Linked DNA regions of Hordeum vulgare: region 1 is linked to region 2. Evidence: chromatin contacts called from public Hi-C data. All regions are on one chromosome and are shown on one strand. Each heading gives the region's core, a stretch centred on a gene start, on an enhancer-like site or on the middle of the called end of the contact. The rest is flanking DNA. Distances are from core to core; before and after follow the strand shown.

Region 1 (6,037 bases), core at 2,245-4,744, 94 kb after region 2:
TAGCTACGACGAGGTTGTATGAGTTCAGGCCCCTCTACGGTGGAGGTAAAAGCCCTACGTCTCAGTGCTCTTGGGAGCTTGTTGTCGAGTGGAATATGGATTACAGTGAATTGCTAACCCCTGCACCAGTGGGGAAGGGCGGCTTATATAGAGTGCGCTGCCCTTCACAACGGTTCGGTGTACAGGGGTGGAGTAGTGGCGAATAAATGCCTACGTTATAGGTAACGTATGTCTTAAATGCTAATAAAGGTACATAGAAACGTATGACTGTTGCCCTCCAGGGGGGTTACGATGTACAGAGTGGAATCGAGTCGGTAAGTTTGATATGCTCCGAATGCTCATCTCCAACTGGATGATGCTGGAATCGTCACCGACTGGATGATGGGAAGTCCTTAATTCAGTCGGAACTGACTAAGGGCCTTATGCTTTATGAAGGGTAGTCCTTGGGTAGGACCCATAGGGCAGGCCTATGACCCTACCCTAGGACTATAACCCCATCAGAGGGCGTAGTAACATTGAACCTTTCATTTATTAGTTTGTAGACTCATCTTGTCTTGATATGTGTTATGTTACTCACGCTACTCATAGTGGGAAGTATCATATACTTGTATCATGCATATGACACTAGTGTATGGTATTGTCTTCATAGTGCCTAGTAGCATAGAGTAGTATCATATATGGTCTTATTTATTGACATGCATGACACAAAATGATACAAGATTTAACATGATACAATATCTATCCATGGTACTCTAATCCTCTCTCTCATCTTTAATTCTCTGCCACGTCAGCATGTTTACAATTCCCAAGTGCATGATACTAGCTAAGATACCACCACTATGGCCAGCCTCATAGTATGAGTAACTAGCTATGTCACTCATTTTTTATCTTTTCTCATTCATTAGTTGTCACGTCATATTTTTCGCTTAGGTGACATCTATTCCCTTTGTTCCTAAATATTTGTTGTTGAGAAGAAATAGTCTAGTTCTCCCCAACAACAAATATTGTGGTACACAAGGAGTGTGTTACTACCTATGTTACTTCCAACGTGGGTAGTTGAAGGAGTTGCATCATAACCTAGGTGTATGAAGATTGGATGAAGAATATTAAATCAAAAATTAATTGTCATAATTACCCTTGTTTGGCCCATTTGGAAGATTGGGAAGAGCCAACCACTATGTAAATTTTCCATGTCAATAACTTTTAAAAAGCAACATGCAAATCCTATTTAGTGTGTTAGCAAATGACAATACTACCCCCGGTCTGGTGTATTGAGATTGCTAGGAAGAGCTCTACAACCAAGACATGAGGTGAGTGGGCCAGGGATGTTAGAGCATCTACAGTCGGACATAACAAATATGCCGCCTAAACTTCCGTGGAGGCGCCCATGCAGTGACCGCCGGCGTTTGAGGCGTCCTGTTGTAGTAGCTCTTAGTCCCTTCAGATTTTTTAGCCAATTATATCATAGCTTATCCTCCCTTTAAAGCAATCATTATAAAGGCCATGCAAAACAGTTTTCTACTAACTAACTAAAAAAGACACGCATCACATTTAAGGAGGAATGCATGTGGATGGGAGCATTATACAGAGAGAGTTATGAAACCAATATATGGATGGGAGTACTAGTGTCGTCCTAGCTCACTCGCTCTCGCTCCACCCTCTCCTTTCCCTCTCCAATTTCGATCACATCCACTCCGATGTCGAAATCCGGCAGTCGCTCGGACTCCGACAACTCTGACGTCGACTACGACGAGGAGTTGGGTCTCCACATTGCCTTGGAGCAGTACAAGCTAGACACCGGCGACAGCTCTGAATCTGCAGCGTCGCCGTGGCTCCCTCGCCAAAGCTGGACCCTCCTGGCATGTGTGTAGCTCCAACAAGATAGCGCAGCCCGCACCGGCCCCGTGACGTCTTCTTCCCCTGTCGGTTGCTTCCCCAAGCGGGCAGCGATGGGTTCTAGTGCCCGCTCCGCTAGCCCGCACGTCCACTCTAGAATCGGAGGCGCGCGCCGCCTGTCACGAGAGGCAGCGTGCAAAGGAGAGGGAAGCAGTGAGCAGTCCGACTGTCGCCGTCGCAGTATGCCGGTAGAGCCTAATGAGGACGGACACCTCCTCGCATGAGTGTACCGCCGGTCTCAACGGCAGAGACGGACGTTCCCCGCCTCCGACGGAAGAACGCCAACGCACTCCGGCTTGCTATTGAGCAGTTGGAGCTCGTGGCGAAGGAGGCAGCGGCGGAGGCGGCTCAGATCGCCAAGTTGAAGCGGGAGCGGGAGAGGGTGGTCCATCGGATGAAGGGGCTCATCGTCCTCTTCGATTCCGATGATGGGGATAGCGGCACCTCCTCCTCCGACGACCAAGACCCTCCACCAGCCGCGGATGGCTACAGTTGTGCCAACGACTGAAACTGCAAAGGCTCGAAGAGGAAGTGGTCATCCCCCCACCCCCCCACCCCCGATATCTTTATGTTGTTTTTAGTTGTAGAAATTTAAGAGCTATATCCGGTGAACTTAAGATGATCTTTTAATTTGTGTGATGTTTGATGTCAATCTTATGTTTGTTAGCATCCGATTTTATTGTCTGATGTTTGATCACGTAGAGTAGCTCAACGTTGCATGTGTAGTATGAATATATGATGTCCTGTATGAGATACACGGATGTGAAAAGGCAAACATGAGACGTGCCCGGTCAGTTCCTACTCACAGACCCGAACACGTCGGTGGGTGTTTGAGGGGCCGAATTAGCCAATCACGGATGTAGATACTCTAACGCATGTGTTTCCTAAGAGCATATACAATCGCCGTGTATCTCTAGCTCAACACCTCAAACGTCGTGGATGCATCCGGTCAGTGACCGATCATGTCTGTTTTGAACCCGTATTTGTTCGTTCGTGCAATCATATTTTTCTTTTTCTTCCTCATATGTCCGGTCACTTGCACGTGATTGGTGAAGATGAAAAGAATAAAAAAGAAAACAATGCATACAAAAAAAATGGTTCGACGTGAGGTTGCGTCCTACACGACAGATTGACCGGATGCATCCACAAGTCCCTATATCATTTTTATATTTATCCTGAATATGATGGTTCATAAATAGCCCCAACAAATACGGGTGATATGAGAGATTAGGTTAGATCGGTTTCTTCCTTCTCTCTTTAGTCCATGATGGTTTGAAGAATCCGGACGTAGATGTTCTAAGCCGTAAGTCCCGGATCTCCTTAGTCCTTACTGTCAACATGTTGAAATCTTATGAACACGTAGCGTCTGATGACAGTCGGACAAGATAGTGCCGCGTGTGTAAGCGTGTTGATGTCGCTGCTGCAGGGGCAGCAGTTTACACCATGCTTCTTGCTGTCGCGGCTCACAGCTCACACCCTATGACCGCTACAATTTCACACTTAATTTCTCTCTTTTGTCATCTGACGATCGACGTACTGCTTGTGGAAATGTGCAATTCCCGGGAAAAATGGCTGGCTGGAGATCGATGGCGTCAAGTGCGTGGCTAGTAGCAGATCAGCGTCGGCCGATCTGTTGCTGTCGACATGAATGTTTCAGGGATCACAGACAGCGACAGATACTAATTAATCGCTGTTGCACTCGTGCGATATACTATGAGTGAGGACCGACAAACATGGCTGATGGCACATGCGTTCCCACGCCCGGCGTTCATACGTTCGAAAGCTGCCGCGGCACAAGCGACCTGCATCTGCATGCGTTTTGCCAACGCCACACGCGTAACACTACGAGTTGCACGCCGGCTGGAGAGCAGACGCCTCGTCGTCGTCGATCGCCTAGCTAGCGGCGCTAGCTAGGCGACGCCGCACCGCCGCGTGATGGGAATGGAGCCGTCAGCCGTGCTCCGGTCGGTTGGTCTGTGTCCCCGTCGGCTGGCCTGCTGAATGCGAGCAAATCGTCTGCAGTTTCAGAAAACTGGCCGCGAAACCAAGGCAGGGAACTAGGAAGTGGGTGTTCACTGCACACTGTCCTGCGGGCCCAGGCCTCCTTGGTAAAAAAAATGCAAAAAAAAAAAATCTAGCTTACCATCATTAAGATTTTCACTGCATGCGAATGAATTTGTACCCCCTCAATGGTGGAGCAGAGCATCTGCTGTTCTAGTTCTGTCTCTTGGCACATTGAAGATTGATGCATCAAGTCAAAGTAAAAAGTGCTCATTCTCATGATATTTTTCTTCCTTGACGACAAATCCTGATGATCAAACGTGGAGCAGTAGTATGAGTGTTGAAACTGACGTGATCAAACGGTGTCAAAGGTAATCAACAACCCGCATGAATGAACGAATAATGATTCTCTTTTTTCTTTTCTTTTTTGCGGGCCGGAGAATTAATCCCTGGCTTCGACTCCAAGTCGACACTCCCTGATTCCCCTAGCTCGGTGTTGGAATCGACCCTAGGCTGGTATGGACGCTCATGATTCCTTCGTTTACTTTTCTTCATGGAAAACTCATCTGTCGCAAATACTTTAAAAAACTGGCGCCAAGATCTTCAAGGAATCTTGTCGACTCGCCGTGTATCATCATCTCCTCCCAGACCGGACCGGACTGGATCAAAGAGATCGCCTGTCTAAATACAGGTTATGTGTAGAAAATAATACTTCCTCCGTCTCAAAATAAGTTTCTTAAGCTTAGTATAACTTTATACTAGAGCTAGTGTAAAGTTGAGACAGTTATTTTGAGACGGAGGAAATACAATTGAAGAACTATCAAATACGAATCCAACAAATGTAATCTTTGATGACATGTATTACTATTTTGCTAGTTAAATATGTGATCAAACTTTAACCCATATAAACATATGGCATTATATATTCAATGTGGCATGTTAGATATTGCAAAATAAGCAACAAAATTAAATGATGCACTTGGAGACCCAAGATGAAAACCACAATGGATAAATGATACTCTTATTCATGAGGCACAAAACCTGGGACCTTCTACAAGATCAAAGAGGTAAAAATGGCGTTGACTGTTAATGGGTATAAAAATGGCATTGACTGTTAGTACTGAATCAGGAATGCTGAAGTTCTAGCTCGCATGGTGATGAAGGACTGCAAGCTCTCATCCACACATGTGTCCTCTTCAAAAAATCTTCCAGTATATGAAGGGGGGGCCTTCAGAAAGACGAAAGCACAAAATATAGAACTGTTGTGGGAGCACGATAATATTTGACTTTGTCAAGACCAAATATATGTTAAGATGGTTTGTCAATGTGTACGTGTATACTTATCGCCACCCATTAGATAGCCATTGAGCAAATTGTACCATATGTTAAGCATACTATAAATTTGGGACTTCAGTTTAGGCGTTCTAACTCTACTTTTGTTTATTGCCTTTTTTTTATGTTGATTGGGCGGGCTGTAGCGTTGATTGAAAATCAATTGGGGGTCTTAATGTATTTCTTGGACATGACATAATTGCGTGAAATGCTAGAAAACAAGTCACATTGTCAATATCAAATACATAAGCTGAGTATCAATCTCTGGCAAATGCAGAAGCTGAATTATTTAATTGGAATGATTGCTGGAAGAGTTAGGAATTAAGCAACGTCATATCTCATATATATGGTGCTGGGAGAGAGAAGATTTTCAGGACAATGGTCCAACCGCACCTATAGTGATGTAGACCTAAAAACGTTAACCTAGGGATATGGGCAAGATTAGTAGAGATGGAGATCACTTATGCCAAATTGCCAATTATATGGACCATTAAGGCTATTCGTAGTGGGGAATATCATATACTAGTATTATGCATATAGTATTAATGTATAATACTATCTTTATAATATATATCATAGAGTTGTATAATATATGATCTTATGTATTCTCATGCATGACATAATGTAGCATATCATTTAACATTATACAGTATCTATCTATGTCATTCTAATCATTTCTGTCTCTTTTAGTTCTCTGCTACATCAACATGTTTGCTATTTCTAAATGAATGATACAAGCTATAAGATGTCATCACTATGACCAGCCTAACAGTTCTTAGACTTTGGACCATAGGTGCTAGGGCCCATT
Region 2 (5,778 bases), core at 1,526-4,025:
TCTCTCATTCCTGCCCCAATTTTTGTCCCAACCAAAATGACTCCTCAGTTTTTGTTCTGAACTCACCATGACTGTTAAGTTATTCTCTGGGCTCACCAACTGCACAAACTGCATTAGCCTTTTTTGCATTACCTTGAAAAAACATGTAAATCCAACTATAGATAAACGCAACCCTACCCTGATTAAAGATTTATGAAATTCCAGGATCCACCTTCTGTCCTTCCTGCTCAGTTGATACATTTTCTTGAATTTTGAATTTTATGCCTCTGATTTTGTGCCAATTTTAACCGAAAATCTCAGGCTCGGTCCCGCAAGTCCTTGGAGTTGCCGAGGGTGGGGAAGTGTCACTTGCCATTGAGCCAGCCACGCTCATAAGTCAAAAGCAAGTGTGGATATGACATGCATGCCACTATATACTAGAGGGAGTATATCTCATCATCATGGTCGCTTGGCACTAGCTAGTACTCCCTCGTCCCAAATTAAGTGACTTAATTTTGTAATAAAGTTAGTATAAACTTGAGTCGCTTATTTTCGGACGGACAGAGGGAGTATTTGCCACTGTTTCTAGTGAGGTTTGATATATACTACTCCACTCAGGACCTGTTTGGATTAGTGTTTCAGCTCGTTTCTGGCCGGTTTAAGATACAGACCTTCTTCCATCGTTTTCATTCTATATAGAAATCAAGAGGTGACCTGTAATTTACACATGTAAAAGAAATACACCTGTAAAAACTTACACCCATTCCAAACAGGGTGTCATGTTATCTTGCTCAGTTTCTTCTTTCAGAATGTTGGTTTCGTGTGGGTGCTTGGTTCTATTCTGTGCAATTCAGCTAGCGCTCCATCCATGTTAGAGCAACTCTAGCAGACCCCGCAAAAACTTGACCTGCAAAACGGGTTTGCGGTTTCACGAAGATCGCGTTTGCGGGTCGAAAACTAGCGCGGCCGAATAGAAACCGTATCTAGAACTGCATAATTTGAAAAAAACACTTTCGTGAGAGAACATAGATCATGATCAACACACTACAAACATAGTTCATACTACATACTACGTTAATACTAGTACTAGAGGGGGTCGGATCTGACGGCGGCGAGGTCGCAGCAAATGGACGACGCCGTGGAGGAGAAGGACGCTCAATCCTCCTCGCCGGAGCTGCAGAGGTCGATGTACTTCGCCGTCTGCTCCTCGCGGATGCGGCGCCACTCCTCGTACTTCTCCTTGGCGGCGAGGTTGGCGTCGACCGCCTGCCGCCACTCGAGGTCTTCGAGCTCCTCGGCGTGACGTCGGTGCTCCGCCTCCTCGCGCAGGCTCCGCTTGGCGATGGCGGCCGCAACGGCGTCGACGTCGGCGACATAGTCTTCCGGCCCGACGACTCCGCGGCAGCCGAGTGAACCAGGCTCCTTGGGCTCCTCCTTGACGGGGACGAAGTCGAACTCGTCCGGCTCCTCCGGCTCCTCTGACCACTCCCTCTTCACGGGGAGAAGGCCCGCGCCGGAGGAGGAGGAGCTCCCGGCGCATGAACATCTAGTGGAGGAGAAGGACGCGCACCGTCGGTCGTACTCCTCCGTCTCGCTTCGCCGGAATTTTTACGGGTCTGCGTGTTTTGCGGGGTCTGCTAGAGTTGCTCTTATCTTGGTCAGTTTGCGCCTACGCGGGCGAGGTGCTGCAACGGTGATATCGGTTGGTGTGGTGCTCTGGTCTCTTTGCTGCCTTCAGAGATGGTAAGCTGCGCGGCGTCGGCGAGGTCTGAAACCTAGCGCGTAGAGGCGCTGGGATTTTGTTATGGTTCCGTCCGTGATTTCGCATTATCAATTTTCCATCGGGAGAAACTGTCCGTTGGAATTGGAAGACAAGGGTTTTGTAGCCTGCCTGCTGGTTTCTCTCCAACTACAAGTATTTAACGTTGCAGAAGAAAAATATATTACAAGTAATATTTGTTTAGATACAGAGAGAGTAGCTAGTAGCGTACGTGCGTGCTCACGCAAATGCCGACGTACTGTCCTCGTGCGTGCCTCTGAACATCGTTGTCTGCATTTTATAACGCCAGCTAGCGACGTGAAGCACCAGTTACCAGCCCAAACGCAGCCATGCGATACATACACACATAAGGATGCAGAGAGGAATGGGCTGAGAGGCAGATATTCCAGCGGTCTTGCCCGACATGCCGGCCGGATCCGGATTGATTGGCAGCATGCCATGGCGTCTGCCTGGGTTTGGCGCACTTGACTTTGACCAACCACCGGTTGACCATCTCGACGATTGGACAAGGGGAGTGCTCTACGTGGGTGCGCCGGTCGAAACTTTTGTCCGACCGCACGCGGACCGCACGATCCATCAACCCCGTGCGTTCGCACCGTTGGATCTTCAATTCTTCATGCAATATTTTTCCTTCGATGCAACCGGTTGTAGCAAAAATTAACACGGTTGTAGCAAAAGTAAAAAACATCGATTGTAACGAAAAATTCGAAGAACTGAAGTTGCAACCAAACATATATGCAGCAAATATAACGCTGGTTGCAACAAATTTACAGAAAAAAATATTGTATAAAAAACGTTTGTATCAAAAAAAACACGGTTGCAGCAAATTTGACGAAAAAATATTGCAATCTGCCAGCGAGGCGTCCGGCCCGCGCGCGACCGGACGAACGATTCGGTTGAAAACGATTCCCATTGGACAATGAAGAAACTTTGTACGTACTACTACTATATACAGTACATGCACTCCTACTCGCGTCATGCTGTCGTACGTCAACGGGAAGCATGCAGGTAGGCCATAGCATTACTAGTCCGTAGGGACACTAATTGGCCGACTGGTTGATCGCGACTCCATCACACACGCAGGTGAGGCTAGCTAGGTTAGGTTAGGTACCACACCCAGCCTAACTAACGTTAGGTGTCAGTGACGTGTCACTAGTGGGCAAATCTAACACCCTATACGCCGGACTGCTATTTATATATCCTACCCAACACTCATATACCTTAAATTTAGATTCTTAAATACATGCCCGTCCATCATACACGTCAATATCACACATAAATAATAAATATTAATATAAAAAATACATAGATCTTACATAAAAATAATTCAAACATTAGCTCTTTAGTTTCCGTTGCGGATCCATATATGCTTTACAAGATCACTGAATAGCTGTGCGTACACATGATGACCTCAGACATTCTGATGCATCTGTAAAAAGTTCATAAACTATTTTGCGTCTTGATCTTCCGTGGTTTGTACTTGTTCTTCAGGCGCTTCGATATCATTGGTTTGTCATACTCATCACCCTCATCCTTGACAATCATATTATGTAAAATAAAACAACATGCCATTACCTGCCATGAAGTTTTTTGTTTGTCACATTATTGCATTTCCACGAACAATTCTACAACGAGGTTGAAGCATTTCGAATGCCCTCTCCACATCATTCTTAGCTGTTTTCTGCATTGTTGTAAAGTGGTTTTGTTTGTTGCCTTGTAGTTCGTATATTGTCTTCACAAACGCCGCCCATCGAAAATAAGTAAGCCATGTGAAATCACAAGGCAACTGAAGCAAATCTGGAAACAATGCTTCACAAACATCCCATGTCGCACCAAACGAAGCTGTTGCACGGCAGCGATTCCCCATTACAGAGCCTCCTTAATAAGGGAGATTGTTAAAGCACATTGGTGTCATTGTGAGAACCCGGTATTTCAAAGAAAGCGTACCAAATTCATAAGTCATGTGATGCCACTACTTCGAATATAATGGTGGCCTATTTGGTGTGACATTGGTACATTCCTCGTAAACCTTTGGGTCAGTTCTTCCATTACCAATGTATGCAAGCAATTGATCCGAGCATACCTGGAAAACCCTTGCCTCTCCAATAGCTAAAAAAAATTATGTGTTGTACACATTTGGTTCTTTCAGATACTCTGCTCCAAACACCTGTATCATGGCGCCGACAAACCTAACAGTAGTTTTCACGCATGTGCTCTCCCTCATTCGGACCATCTCATTAATGACATCGGCTGCAATAACAAGTGCAACCATCCACAAAGCAGTCGTGCGTTTCTGCTTAGCGTGGAAAGAAAGTTGGTCGCTACAATCCCTAGTGGGGTTGAAGTAATCACCATGTGTCTCAACTCAACGTGCAAAAACAATGGTTTGTGCATCTGAAACGCTCGTGAAACCATGGATTATCCAGAAAATTTGGGTCCTGAGCAAAGTAGCCCCTTTACAACAGTCGCGCTCCAGAGACACTATCGCGATCATTAACTCTTCTCCCTTTAATTGAGGCCTTGAAGTTCAGAATATGCTTCACCTTGTCAGTCAATTTTCTCTGAGCATGATCATATCTGTTTCTTCGTTTGATTCAAACGAATCAAAGAAGTCATTTTCAATTATTTTATAAGGCTCCATTGGTCCATACACCTTCTCCGCTGAAGCATCGTAATCCACTGTTATCCCTACAAATTTATAAAAACAAACATGGTCGGACAGTGTATCGAACACATCAAGGACAAGGTGCAGCCCGAAAGTTGTTGGACGTACCTCAGTGGCGTCCGGGTCGGCAACGATGTCCATGCGGTGAGCTCGGATGGAGGGACGGCTGTGCCGGTGTTGTCAAAGCTGAGGCTTGGAACAATGGTGGAGTAAGGGTGGCATTGGAGCTATGAGACGTCCCGTGCGAATAAAAAAGAAAAGAAGAGATACCAAATGGGATGGGTAGCTCGGGAGGAGGGGGTGATTTGATGCAATATGTGGCCGGGTCGGGTTATCGGGTCCGTCATGTCCGACATAACGGACGCGTCCGGTCATGGCTGAGCTACCCATATCCGGACTATAGTTAGACTGAATATTATCAATCAGACTGGACGTTTGGGCATCCGTCTAGGTTAATTTTTGTATCGATTATTGACCGATCCGTCCATCCAAACGTGAAAGCAGGGTTTGAAACGTCCGGCTATAGACGTTCTTGGACAACAACTTGTCAATCAGCCAGCCTTGGGCTAATCATCCTAGCCCTAGTAGAAGAAACCATGAAATCCACCTTAGATCTACCCATCGTTTTCCTCTCTTCTCGGTGGCACTCCAATGCAGGGAAATAAAATAAAATGCCCAAGTCAATTCACTTACGTACTACTAATTCGTTATTCATTTTAGCCCGGAACGACACTGATGGTTACCCAAAAATCCGGTGAGCAAAGTTTACGGGGGCGGGCCGACGATGGAGCACGTACCCATCAACCACCGCTGGCGGTGGCGGTGGCGGTGGCGCCCTGCCCGGAATGGATGAAAAGGACGGTGCGTCCATCTAAATGGAAATGGCCGAGGGCACGAGTCCGGGCAGGGACGTACACATGTTTCTATTCTAGCTGAGATTAGATACAAGGTTATGTCCGTGGTGCGAGGGTTCATGCTTCTTGAAGCATCTACACCCCGGCATCTTCAGATCCTTCAGGCCTCGTTTGGTTAAGGGGGATTGGGGAGGTTTTGAGAGGGAGGGATTTCAAGGGATTGGGTGAATCCCTTTGTTTCACCCAATCCTCTTAAATCCCCGGGGTTTTGCTTCCACTAGTCCCCGAGGAGGGTTTTGAAACACATGGATAGGAAGGGATTGAAGGGGAACGGAGGGGATTGGGCTAAGCAAACCCCTCCTACCAAATGGGCGCGCGAGGATCTGTGGGGTTTCTGGGGCCCTCGGGAATTTTCCTCTCAAACCCTTCCCAATCCGTCTTAACCAAACGAGGCCTCATGTATGTTCATGGATGGTTGGTCATTGATTGAACAAAAAAGG

What was found. Hi-C and Micro-C count contacts between places; a contact is called where the count stands out from the background.
Region 1: a Hi-C map of leaf shows a contact between it and region 2, with 2.5 times the contacts expected there. The contact joins two enhancer-like sites. A contact is called at or near these places in 2 of 6 Hi-C or Micro-C datasets (leaf and seedling).

Annotation. Positions count from the first base shown.
Region 1 is chr1H:507,553,082-507,559,118 of MorexV3_pseudomolecules_assembly, forward strand. No RefSeq gene overlaps it. Among protein-coding and RNA genes, the nearest start is that of LOC123451652, 22 kb to the right of the region's middle. Within about 2 kb of position 3,495, at least 3 of the 3 cell types and tissues checked have open chromatin away from gene starts, as enhancers often do. A contact at or near this core is called in leaf and seedling, where this site is marked.
Region 2 is chr1H:507,459,711-507,465,488 of MorexV3_pseudomolecules_assembly, forward strand. No RefSeq gene overlaps it. Among protein-coding and RNA genes, the nearest start is that of LOC123420577, 4.8 kb to the left of the region's middle. Within about 2 kb of position 2,776, at least 3 of the 3 cell types and tissues checked have open chromatin away from gene starts, as enhancers often do. A contact at or near this core is called in leaf and seedling, where this site is marked.